Regions from separate parts of the Gossypium hirsutum genome. Here all the other regions are linked to region 2. Evidence: chromatin contacts called from public Hi-C data. All regions are on one chromosome and are shown on one strand. The core of a region is the stretch at or near the end of the contact, and the rest is flanking DNA. Distances in the headings are between cores, read along the strand shown. Region 1 holds the start of LOC107886732 (cytochrome b6-f complex iron-sulfur subunit, chloroplastic). Region 2 holds the start of LOC107886676 (universal stress protein PHOS34). Region 3 holds the start of LOC107886818 (G-type lectin S-receptor-like serine/threonine-protein kinase At4g03230).

What was found. A called contact is a pair of places that touch in the nucleus more often than the background predicts.
Region 1: a contact with region 2 is called in a Hi-C map of leaf, with 4 times the contacts expected there. The contact joins the promoter of LOC107886732 here to the promoter of LOC107886676 in region 2. A contact is called at or near these places in 4 of 34 Hi-C or Micro-C datasets (leaf and petal).
Region 3: a contact with region 2 is called in a Hi-C map of leaf, with 2.4 times the contacts expected there. The contact joins the promoter of LOC107886818 here to the promoter of LOC107886676 in region 2. A contact is called at or near these places in 7 of 34 Hi-C or Micro-C datasets (anther, callus, leaf and 1 more).

What each region holds. Positions count from the first base shown.
Region 1 is chrA03:106,719,438-106,723,570 of Gossypium_hirsutum_v2.1, forward strand. LOC107886732 (cytochrome b6-f complex iron-sulfur subunit, chloroplastic) reads right to left here and starts at 1,998. Exons shown (of 5, transcript XM_041101058.1): 1 at 1,823-1,998; 2 at 1,474-1,715; 3 at 972-1,089; 4 at 473-671; 5 at 1-164. The coding sequence starts at 1,861. The coding sequence ends at 136.
Region 2 is chrA03:106,879,779-106,883,812 of Gossypium_hirsutum_v2.1, forward strand. It overlaps LOC107886676 (universal stress protein PHOS34), which reads left to right and starts at 1,659. Exons shown (of 3, transcript XM_016810721.2): 1 at 1,659-2,528; 2 at 3,047-3,091; 3 at 3,388-3,653. The coding sequence starts at 1,769. The coding sequence ends at 3,054. It also overlaps the pseudogene LOC107888105.
Region 3 is chrA03:107,039,509-107,043,687 of Gossypium_hirsutum_v2.1, forward strand. It overlaps LOC107886818 (G-type lectin S-receptor-like serine/threonine-protein kinase At4g03230), which reads left to right and starts at 1,351. Exons shown (of 8, transcript XM_016810899.2): 1 at 1,351-3,005; 2 at 3,212-3,676; 3 at 3,752-3,910; 4 at 4,018-4,179. The coding sequence starts at 1,607.

The DNA.
Region 1 (4,133 bases), core at 748-3,247, 160 kb before region 2:
CTGGCTGAATAAATCTCAAATATAACCCAACAAACAGCCTGAGCCAATGGTTGTGGAGATATTTAAGACCACCATGGAGCGTCACCGGTTCTGAAATCTGTTTCCACCCATGGAACAAATACTACCTTCCCGTCTTCAACACCAGCGTGTGCCAATGCCAAGGACTGTTCGATCACACAATAAAGTTGCCCATTAACTCATTACTATAAACAATTAGATTATATATATATATAAAGAAACTATAACAAAATGATACAAAAACATATTCTGAGCACAAAAAATTTTGGATGCCTAAACTTTTAAATACAATACTAAATGCATGTGTTTGTTTGGCAATGAATCATGAGGGATAAACCTATTCTAAGATTCTTTAATAAAGAAGAGCATCTACATTATATTTCCAAGCGGTTTATGGCCTGATGAGATTTTCCTAATGTTGATGAGTGAAACAACCAAAAATGTATAACTTAGCTGTCAATCAGACTCACCAAGGGGGCAGGTCCTCTCACAACTCTTCCTTGATCGTTGTATTGGGATCCATGGCAGGGGCATATGAACTTGTTCTCGGCTTGATTCCACGGAACAACACACCCAAGGTGTGTGCACACAGCATTTATACCATATGTTGCAAGAGTTCTGTCCTTCTCTACCACTAGGTAGGTTGGGTCTCCCTGAAAATAAACAAAATCCATTTTTATATCAACTTTCATAATGCAGTTACTGCTACTGCTCTCGTTAATGGTTTCTCATGCCTAACATTAGCAAGAGACAAATAACCTAAACATAAAAAAAGATTGAGCTCAACCAATGGCAAGCATAGCTCATAAGTCACTGTTGACCGCCAAAGAACTTACATGGCAAACAATTTCCTAGAAGAAACCAGAGCTCTTCGTTATTTCATGTTGAATGCTCTTAGGATGGTCTGAAACATTCAATTATAACAAACTGTAATTAACACCATGTGTACTTACCTTCAATCCTTGAGTCAGGGTTCGGTCCCCAGGGCCATGAGTCTTGAGCCATTCTTCGGCAATTACATCATTTCCGATTGCGTCCTTGGCAACGGTGCCACCACCGGTACCCCGTCCCCTGGTAATAAAGGTTTAATACAAACAGTGATAAATGATAATGAGATAACCTATCAAGTAAAGCCAAATCTTTTGAATGAAAATTCATCAACCACTTAATTAGGGAAAATAACATGGTTTATAATTTTAATATTTGATGACAGTAAGTTGAATAACTATTTTTCCATGGTTTCAGAACATGCTTATAATTGATAAAATAAAGGATCAATTCTATATATACTACCATCATATTGGAGATAACATAATACTTGACCAATTTCATGCTTGTGGTCATACTTAACCACGATCATGTTGTTCTGCCTATAAGAATTAGATGCATCATTTAGCATCCTCAGATCTCGATACTTGATTAGGAACTGAACAAGGAAAGAGGAGGAGAAGTTACCCAGATGGGACAAAGAAGGCTGCATAAGGAACCAACATGAAACCTGAGGGAAGTGAAATAGCCCCCAACAGAAGCAGATTCATGAGCTGCCTCTTGCCCATGTCTGGCACTCTATCAGCAGGGATGCTAGTGGCCTGGCATGTGATCCTCATTCCCTTTTCGTTTTTGACCATATGGGTTCTCGTTGGTTTCACAAGAAACGCTCGTGATGGGCAGAACATGCCACTCTTGCCGGCGCATAGCTGTTTCATACCAGAACACACACACATAAAAAAAAGACCTTCAGTAAAAAGTCTTGAAGGAATAATTTACAGAGTAATTTAAAGTAATGAAACGTTTTGGGATACACCTGCGAAGGAGCTGCAGGGGAGAAAGTTGAGGAAGCCATGATAAACAATAGTTGGGGTTTAGTGGTGAGACGGATGGCGTGTGTTTTCCATCCCTTATTATGCAGATGAGTGATCAAAGTTCTATCGACCACCGTAGCAAGAAGATAAGGCACGTATGAAGCTATGGTTGCCACATGTTTGTGGAATGTGGACAATGGTTCTCGCTCTTCGTTGCAAGTGGCCTAGCCCAATCGCACAAAAATTCAGGACTTTCACATACTGCAACGTCAGTTGGGGTCCTGGTCCAGCTAAATGGGCCGCAGTAGCACATATGTTTCTCTCATCTGCTCTGCGTTTGCTTCTTTGTAACACCCATTTTTATGTGGCCTGCACTCACCGTCCTTTTCCATTCATTTTCAGTTCTGTTTTTTTTTTTTTTTTAAGTTCTCTATGTTTAGCAGAGCCCAGGGTGGAGAAAAAAAAATCCCAGTATTTATTATTGCTAAGAACAATGATTAATAGTGGTGATTTAGTGGATGTTGTTTGAACCGAATCAGATCGGTCAATTAGATAAAAAAAATTGATCAATGTATTGATTTAGAATGAGACTTTGAATGGGTTAAATTTGTTATTATTGAACTCGAATTTTTAATTTCTCAAAATTTTAATAATTTTATAATTCAATCGTTGGGATGACGAATTGATGTTCTGATCAATTCAACTTGGTGTGGTTTAAAAATATTAGATTTAGTAGATAATTGTCTATGGTGTTGAGCATATGTGTGGTGAGGATAGTGCCATAAGGATCAATTTGTCACTCCTTGAACCATGTCTCATGCTAAGGGTTAATTTCTCATTACATTTTAGAAGTGTTTTTGAAGAGTGTTGTGTAAAAGTGTTTTTTTAAAGTTTGGTTTAAATTTTAAGTGTTTAGTAAAAAATGCATTAAAAAAATAAAATGTCAATTTTAAATATGATGTTATAAAATAAAATATGCATTTAAATAATATTCATATTAAAAATTATTATGATATTTTAATAAGAATATAAAAAATAATTTATTATAATTCATTATTAATATTTATATATATGAAATATAAATTTCAAAAAATTTAAGTAATTAATATTAATTTTTTTAAAATTTAATTTGAATATGTAAGTTATATTTTAAATATATAATGTTATATATTTCAAATAAATTTTAATACGAAAATAATTGTAAAATTAATATAAATATTATATAAAATACATTGGATTATATAAATAATGGTTAAAAATATCATTTTACTCTAAAAGTGATTTTCCTAAACATGAAAGTCAATTTTATGTTTGAGTTCAAAAGCAGTATTTAAAAAAAAAAACTTAAGTCATGTTTTATTTGTTTTTTTTTTAAGTTCAAATTTTCTTTGTAAACTTTCATATATTTGTAATTAAATATTAAGATATATTTTTTTAAAATTACATAATTAAAAGAGTAAAATGATGTCATGGTACAATTTTAAAGTGCCACATAATCACCTATTAAATGACATTACAAAGCAATGAGTAATTTATTGATGGAATTCAAGTTCAGAGAAAAAATTAAGGACCAAATTGAGAAAATTTAGTAAATTTAAGGACTAAATATTATTTTATTCTTTGCTCTTTTTTTGACACATTAATAATTTACATTATACAAAGTTGATGGTAAATATTTAGTATACAAACAGTGTAATATTTTAACACTACAAGCAAAGTTAAAAAAACTGTCATGTACTTTTTTTTTATATTTATTTTTTAAATATTTTATTATATGTTATAAGACACATATCATCCTTTCAAATTTTAATGATAAAATAATTAAATTCTAACCTTTAAATAGGAAAATGAGTTTACGATAACATGTTCGAACCCACGTAATTTTACACTAACAACAATATGAATACTTATAATAAAACCAACCAAATTACTAGATTTGGTAGCAATCTTTTGATTAAATGTGAAGAGAGAACTTTAGGTTGGATTCCAAATCATGGTAGGAAATATATTATATTTTTGTATCCATCAATTGAAAAGCGATGAGCTCTAACCTTAGGTCCTTAATAAAGAAAGTAGCTTCAACATGCGCCAGAGAGGCATGAATGAAAAGGATTGGTACGTAAATTATAAATTGGGTATCCTGCTTCACTTAAGAATTCACCCTACATTAGTTGGTAGTTTGGTGTATATTCAAAAAGTAGATTTTGGTACCTGAATTTTAATTCGGTTTATTAATGTCATCTCTCTTACATGGCTCTTGACACATAGGTCAATTGGATGCAGCCATGTGGTAAATAAATTAATCAAGGTCAT
Region 2 (4,034 bases), core at 409-2,908:
CTCTGGGATCTAGCTCCAGAGAGAAGAAACCCGGCGCAGGATCTTCTGAATTTTTCCATGAAATAAGAAGTTGACTTTGTTTGGTTCGTTTATTTAAGCCAATCTTACCACCAGGAAGCCATGTGTGTGTTGGATGATCAAAACTTTGCCGCAAAGGTGTTGATGAATTAGGACCATCTCTTAAAAGAAGATTCCCTGTATCTTCAAGGACTGCTACTACAGAAGTTGAGTTGCTTGAGCTAATATTTTGGGACCAAATTGGTACTTGGGACTCGTTGAACAAACCTAAGTTACCATCAGATACTTTCAGTTCTGAAGAGTATATATCACGGACCGGTATCTCCCTGTTTGCAACCCAAACTGGGGTCTGTTCAGAGACCTTGCCGCCGTACCATATGCCTATGTAGTAGTTGGAAGACTTACCTGGTGTGAAGAAGCCGAACACGAAGTTTCCACCCGATGAAACAATGGTCTGATTACCGGAGAGAGATTTGCTGAGAATGTGTCTGCTCCTAAGGAGAGTAACCAAATAAAGAGTGGCAGGGATAGTTTCAAACATGGATTATTATTCCTGTTGTCCAAGGCTGTAAGAGGATTCCTGGGAGGGGAAAAAACACATATTTCAAAGGACAACCACAAAGCTATTTGAGACAAGGAAGAACAGGTATCAATCAAAGGTGGTTGAGAATACAAGTATGGCCTGCCTTGTTTCCACACAGAACATGGGCATTTTAGTTATCAAATCTTTTTCGATAAAAAGTAATGCATGTAATAAAATACTTGGCTTACGGCATTCTATAATTTTTGAAGCGGCATTGGCATTTTAGTTTTACAAATCACACAATGAGCAATTTCTAGCCGAACACCAGCTTTAAATGCCGTACCAGTAAACAAATTAGCGCAAAGGCAGCTTGGTTTCTTGAGCTTTTTCTCCATTAAAATGCAGGTGCAGCAACGCTCCGGAACTAGAGTTCTCACATAAAATAAACAAATTAAAATCACAGTTGGAAACCCAAATACCAAATCCAGGGAAAATAGCAAGGTGCAATGGCGCAACTTCAAGTTTATGGGCCTGGTGGAGAAACTCATGATATCTCTAATTCATGATATACGTTTTCTAGAAGCTGTACTTGATCTAAAAGAATAATATGTATATTTGAAAAAAAAAATTAAAGAGAAATATTTTAAATTTTCTAGAATTTACATATTTTGAATTTTTTTTCCAAATTTTCAATTTTTTCAAATATCTAGAATGTTTTAGTTAAAATTTCAAATATTACAAATCTTCTAAAATTTCTTTTAATTTTTTTTGTTCAATTTCTAAAACTCAAAATTAAAAATAAAAATGTCGATGTAGCGCATTCTAAAATTGTGGACTAAATTAGGTAGCGGAATAATAAGTAAAATACTTTTAGAGGGACAAAATATTAAGTATAAATATTTGTATGAATGTTGTTTAAAACGTAGCGGGTTAGTTTAACTCATAAAAAAAATGTGATAATAATTTATTTTACTCTTTTAATTTTATAAAAAGAAATATTTTAATTTTTTTTTTACTTTTACATTTTTATTTTTATTAAATTTGAAAAAAAAAAAAAACCTTTACTGCACGTGAGAAAGTTAAAGAAATATTGGATGGCCCATTCGATATATAGTTCCCATTAGCGGCTCCCCATTGTCAGCAGTTTTTAGAGCTCACCGAAATTTCTGTGATCTTCAATTCCCAAACCCCAAAAAGGTCAACCAAAAACCTTTGTCTTCTGTGCCGATGAATCCACAACAACCCAATCCATCGGAACCCGACCTTCAGGTTCCATCCCTCGCTTCCCTCCGAATCCAGCCCTCTTCCCCACGTTTCCCTTTCTCTACCCCCATCGCCGGTTCTCAGCGTCGCATCGCCATCGCCGTTGACTTAAGCGACGAGAGTGCTTATGCCGTCCGCTGGGCTGTCCAGAATTACCTTCGTCCGGGAGACGCCGTCGTCCTCCTCCACGTACGTCCGACTTCCGTCCTTTACGGAGCCGACTGGGGCTCTATCAAACTCCAAATTACCCCCAACTCCACGAATAATCACGAAAACGCCACCGCCATCAGCGGCGATCACTCCGACGAAGAGTCGCAGCAGAAACTCGAGAACGACTTCGACGTTTTCACGACAACCAAAGCGAACACGCTGGCCCAGCCGTTAGTGGATGCTCAGATTCCGTTTAAAATCCACTTAGTAAAAGACCATGACATGAAGGAGAGATTGTGTTTGGAAGTGGAGAGATTAGGGCTGAGTGCAGTGATCATGGGGAGCAGAGGATTCGGAGCCTCTAGAAGAACCTGCAAGGGAAGGCTAGGAAGCGTTAGTGATTATTGCGTCCACCACTGCATTTGTCCTGTGGTAGTGGTCCGGTACCCTGATGAGGAAAATGGAAATGGTGGAGCTGAGAAGGTGACGAAGAAGAACATTGTTGAAGATGTGGAGCTGCAGCCGGTACCTGAAGAGGAACAGGAGTGTCATGATGCGGAGGAGGGATACACAGGTTTGGGTTTTCGTTTTTGTAATTGATTTTGTCTGTGTTTGATGGTTATCAACTGGTTCCATTTCTGAGAGTTTTTATGGCTTTATGAACATGATGAACTGCTTGGTAGAAGTTCCAAATACTATAGTTTATGACTTGTGAGAAGTAAGAAGTACCAGCCTGAATTGAGGTTTTGCTTAGTTGTTAGGGTATTGGCTGGGAAAGATAATGAAAATAATGAAGATTATTAAACCATTGAAGGGATAGCACTAGTACATGATATTTTAGCCTAGAAATCATGATTATAGACATTTGGAATTAACCTGATGAAATGGCCTATGGACTTGGAGATGCGGAATTTAGTGCATAACACATAATACTTTAGGCCTTACATGTTGTGTTTGGTGTTACCATTGTTTCTAGAGCTGCAGAAACATGCAAGGCCTTAGTATTATTTGTTTTTTGTAATCTTTAAGTTAAACAATTATGTATATTACTATAAAAATTACTTCTCATTGATTCATATTTCTTGTTATCAGATGCTTAGTATGACTTGGAGCACTGACGAGTGCCTACTGATTCAGGTAATTAATATGACTCCAAGCTTTAATCTGTTTAAGACCCATTTGTGAATTCTTTCTTTCCCTTCACACCTATGAATTGCCTTTTAATAGTAGCAGAGAACAAACGCTTTGTTCTTAATGTAAAACCCATATTGATAATGTGCCATTTAATGCATTATTAGTTTTCAAACCTATAGTTTGGCTTTACTTCTGTATATATCTAGTGAACTCCTTTGCTAATTAAGTGTCAGCTTTTATTTTGAATTACCGGATGAGGATGATTGATTACTGATATGGCTCCTGCAATGATATTGCAGCAAATGATGAAAGGCAATCCAAAATGTGAAGACTTTGTTGTGTCAAAGAAGAGTGAGATCCTTGTGTGGTGTCGAACATGTATGCTTTGTATAGATGGATAGAAATAGGGCTCTTGGGTTTCTCTTGTGTACTTCCTGCTGATTGTGTTTCGACAATTAACTGTTCAATGTATATGTATATGTATATGTATATGTATATGGTTTGCCGTACTGGATTTCTTTGCTCAGGCATGTTAATAATACCGTAGGAATACCAGATTTTTGTACTTCAAAACTGCACCCTTTTTCAGGTGTTGCACTTGTTTGGTATCATCATGGTCGAGTGAGCGGTCATCTATCTTTGGATGGGACAGGGGTAGGCAGCTTCTGCAGCCTGGTCATTTGGTTCAATGACCATGGCTAACCATACCTTATTGATGCCTGATTTGGTTGAATAGTTGGACTAGTGTAGAACCGAAACTGGCTGAGAACATGTTCATGATATGAAATGTGACGATGAATGCAACTAGATATGTATTAGCATGCCGGTCTTTCACCCATGCGCGTAGTTCCACCCACACTGAATGAGCAATACCGTTGTTTAGGGACTGAGTGTTAGAGCAAATCAAGTGAAAAAATTGTTATTTTATCATTCTTTAACTTGAAAT
Region 3 (4,179 bases), core at 101-2,600, 160 kb after region 2:
TCTAGAGTCGAGAAACAACCATGCAAAGGGAACAAGCCGAGAGCTTGATCATCCAAAGAGTAGAGTGAAGAGAAGTATTAGACTGCCTCCTCTTGAAGAACCTCATTGTCATTACACCAAAGATCTCCAACTTTTAAAGCAGAAAATCTGTTTAAATTTTGCCTAACGAGAGCTTATTATGCAAGAATTTTGTATTCTAGTCTCCAAACTGAATCCAATTTATTCTTGATTTTTGTTTCCATTGTAAATCTTCCTCATCAAGGACCTTTTCATACTTCACACGCAAATTACATTCAAGTTCCAAAAGGAAACTTGAACACCTTCGGTCTAATGCAGCTTGAACCTTATCAATACGATGAGCAAGCCAGTGTTTCCTTCTAACAATATGACCAAAAACCTTAGAATTTCATCTTTTTAGTTCCGTAGTGAGTGAGCTAAGATTACTCAATATGTCCGCCCCATATCTCCAATTGTCACGAACAAGTTGTGCAAAAGACGGATGATTAACCCAAGGGGCTAAGAAACGAAAAGGCCTATCATTCCGAGCTTGTCTTGGGGAGTTCATTGATAACAAGATAGGTTTATCATCCGATTTTAAGTGAGGAAGATGGACAATAGTCGCTTCTGGGAAACACTGACACCACCACTATACCTATAACCTTCCCAACCTAGCCTAGACGTTAGACCCGAATTTAGAAGATCATATCAGTCACCGAGATGGCCTAAAGGGTTATCGGAGCTTTTGAAAACAATTATTTTAAAATATTTGTTCAATTCAGTAAAAAATTCAGTTACAATCCGTTTTATTATCCTCAAAATCTTAATTTAATTTGGCAGCAGAAAAAAAACTGTGAAAGGAGGAAAGGGGAAGAAAGAGGGAGGTGCTTGGAGTCATTTGGCCCCATGTTTCCTTGCAACGTAGCTGCCATATCTCACTGAACGACTTGCTGCTTTAGTTTCTGGCATTGGATCATGAAAGCGACTGCCACACTTGAAAAAAAAGCCATAAACATTGACAATATAGTCTAAATGGGGTCGCTTTCATCTAATATAAAGTAATAAAGCTAAAATGGTGAAAAGAGGAAGTGCATGGAGTCCCGCGAAATCAGTTATCATATCTTAATCACACAAGAAGACGAAAAAGCACAAATTAAAGTGAAGGGGGTCCCTCCTAATAACCAAAAAATCCAAGCGCCTTGACTTCTTTGCCCAAACCATCCAATCACTTTTGACCCCACTCTTACCTATGCCATTGCTAACCCCCTCTAAAGGTGTGTTCATAGTTTGAGATCGAGATTTGGAGTCCTATCAAACACACTCTATGAGGTTTTTTTTTTTCAGGTTTAAAGACCAGCAACGGACTACTTTTAGACTAAGAACATTGAATCCGAAATACAATTGGCGGTGCTACCTGGAAAAGCATAAGAGTAAAATCACAAGGGAAAATTCATTTTTTAAAAATCCTATTCCAGCTATATGCGACAATATTTCACCATCATCCTTGACAGTCGATTTCCTGAACAGTTTTAGCTGCCTTGTGCTTGGTGGGGGCGTTTTTAGATAATGGAAAACAACAGCACATCACTTGTTACATAGAGAAGAGAATATGAAAATTTCTACACAACAGGTGGTTCCTAAGCTAATGATTGTCTCCCTAGTTTTTGATACTCAAAACAAAAATCATTACTGCAAGAATCGTTTGTCAAGACAGATGCTATCCTCATTATTTTTGCACACACTTGTGTTTTGCAGTTACATTCTTTGTTCTTCTGCTAAAGAGACCATAACATCAAACAGTTCGATCAGTGATGGTGAAGGAGATAGCCTGGTTTCGCCAGGAAAAAGGTTTGAACTTGGATTTTTTACTCCTAATGGAAGCTCCAACACCAGGAGATACTTGGGGATATGGTATTATGGCTCAAACCCGCAAACGGTCGTATGGGTTGCCAATAGAGACAAGCCACTTTTAGATGATAGTGGAGTCTTTGTTGTTGGAGAAGATGGCAACCTCAAGATGCTGGATGGAAATGGGGAATCTTTCTGGTCAACGAATCTTAAAGCAGTGCCTTCTGGATATACAAAAGCCAAACTGACAGATACTGGGAACCTGGTGCTGTTCAATGAAGAACAAGAAAGCCACTCAGAAAGCATTATATGGGAGAGTTTTCATAATCCCACTGATACATTTCTTCCAGGGATGAGAATGGATGAAAATATGGTACTAACTTCTTGGAAAAGTTTTGATGATCCAGCTCCAGGGAATTTCACATTTCAGATAGACCAAGAAAGAGTAAACCAGTTCATTATTTGGAAAAGAACAACAAGGTATTGGAAAAGTGGTGTTTCTGGTAAATTCATTGGCCCTGATGGGATGCCTTCAGCCATGCCATCAGCAATTTCTTTCTTTTTGTCAAATTTTACCACCGTTGTACTCCACAACGAGTCCATGCCACATCTTACCTCCTCATTATACAGCGACACAAGGATGACTATCAGTTTCTCCGGTCAAATTCAGTATTTCAAGTGGGATTCTGGGAAGATCTGGTCCTTGATTTGGGCTGAGCCTAGAGATAAATGCAGTATCTACAATGCATGTGGAAATTTCGGTAGCTGCAACAGTAACAATGACTTGATGTGTAAATGTCTGCCTGGCTTTGCACCTAGCTCCCCTGCAAATTGGAATAACCAGGATTATTCTGATGGATGCACTAGGAACTCGAGAATCTGCGACAAGAAGGCTAAGATCGATACGTTCTTGAGTTTGAATATGATGGAAGTGGGGAATCCAGACTCTCAGTTTAATGCTAAGGGTGAAATGGAATGCAAATTTGAGTGCCTTAGCAACTGTCAGTGCCAGGCGTTTTCCTATGAAGAACCTGATAATATGCAACAAGGTGGTAGCCGCATTGCTGCATGCTGGATTTGGTTGGAAGATCTCAACAATATCCAGGAAGAGTACGAAGGTGGCCGTAACCTTAATGTCCGGTTACCCGTTTCTGATGTAGGTACAATTCTTTTCCTTCTCAAATTCGCTTGAATTCATAATCCTTGATAAGTTAATGGTACATTTTGCTTTATGACTATCCCCTTTCTATGTTAGATGCAATATATAGATTTATGAGAAGCCTCTAAGGTCATACTCAACATTGTGTGAAACTATAATCCTTGAGAAAACATGCAGATAAAATTTGAAGTCGTTTTATGTTTGCAGAATCAACCAGAAGAAGTTGTGAGACTTGTGGCACAAACCTGATTCCATATCCACTTAGCACTGGACCAAAATGTGGTGACGCCATGTACCTCAATTTTCACTGCAACTTCTCTTCAGGGGAAGTTACCTTTGATGTTCCTAGTGGCACTTATAGGGTCACAAGCATAAGTCCAGAAACACGAAAATTCATCATTCAAACCAACGATGCAAACGATTGTAAGGCTGGAAATTCAGGTGATGATTTCTTTCGGTTCAAGCAGCCATCACCATTTCATGTTACTAGCAGATGTAATGCAGATGAAGTAGAGATAGGTTGGGATCCTCCATTGGAACCAACCTGCTCTTCACCTACAGATTGCAAAGATTGGCCAAATTCAACTTGTAATGTAACAAGCAATGGAAAGAAAAGGTGCCTCTGCAATACAAACTTCCGATGGGATAACTTGAGTGTGAATTGCTCTGAAGGTAGAATAACATCATTTTTTTCAGTATGTCCTCAAATAGTTCAAAACTTAAAAGGGTCCTTCACTTTTCCTGCAGATAATGGCTATGGACAAAAGAAATACAAGTCTTCAACCAGAAAGATCGCTTTGTCTCTAACTCTGGTAATAGCTTGCATTAGCGCAATCGTTATAACCATTGTGTCAAGCGCCATTGGTTATGTTTACTTGAAGAGAAGAAAACAGGTCGAGGGAGAAGGTAACTAGCAACCCAATTTTCTTGTCTTTTGTTTCAGAACTTGAATTACAATTTTTTTAATGGCTATTCTATATGGTTAAAAGGGGTAATGTTTATTTGAAATTCAGGGATATGGGGAAACATTCAAAGAAAATCTGCACTTCACTTATATGGCAGCGCCAGTGAGAGACATGTCAAAGACCTGATCGATTCAGGGCGGTTTAAAGAAGATGATACAGACGGAATAGAGGTGCCATTTTTTCATTTAGAAAGTATTCTTTCTGCAACAA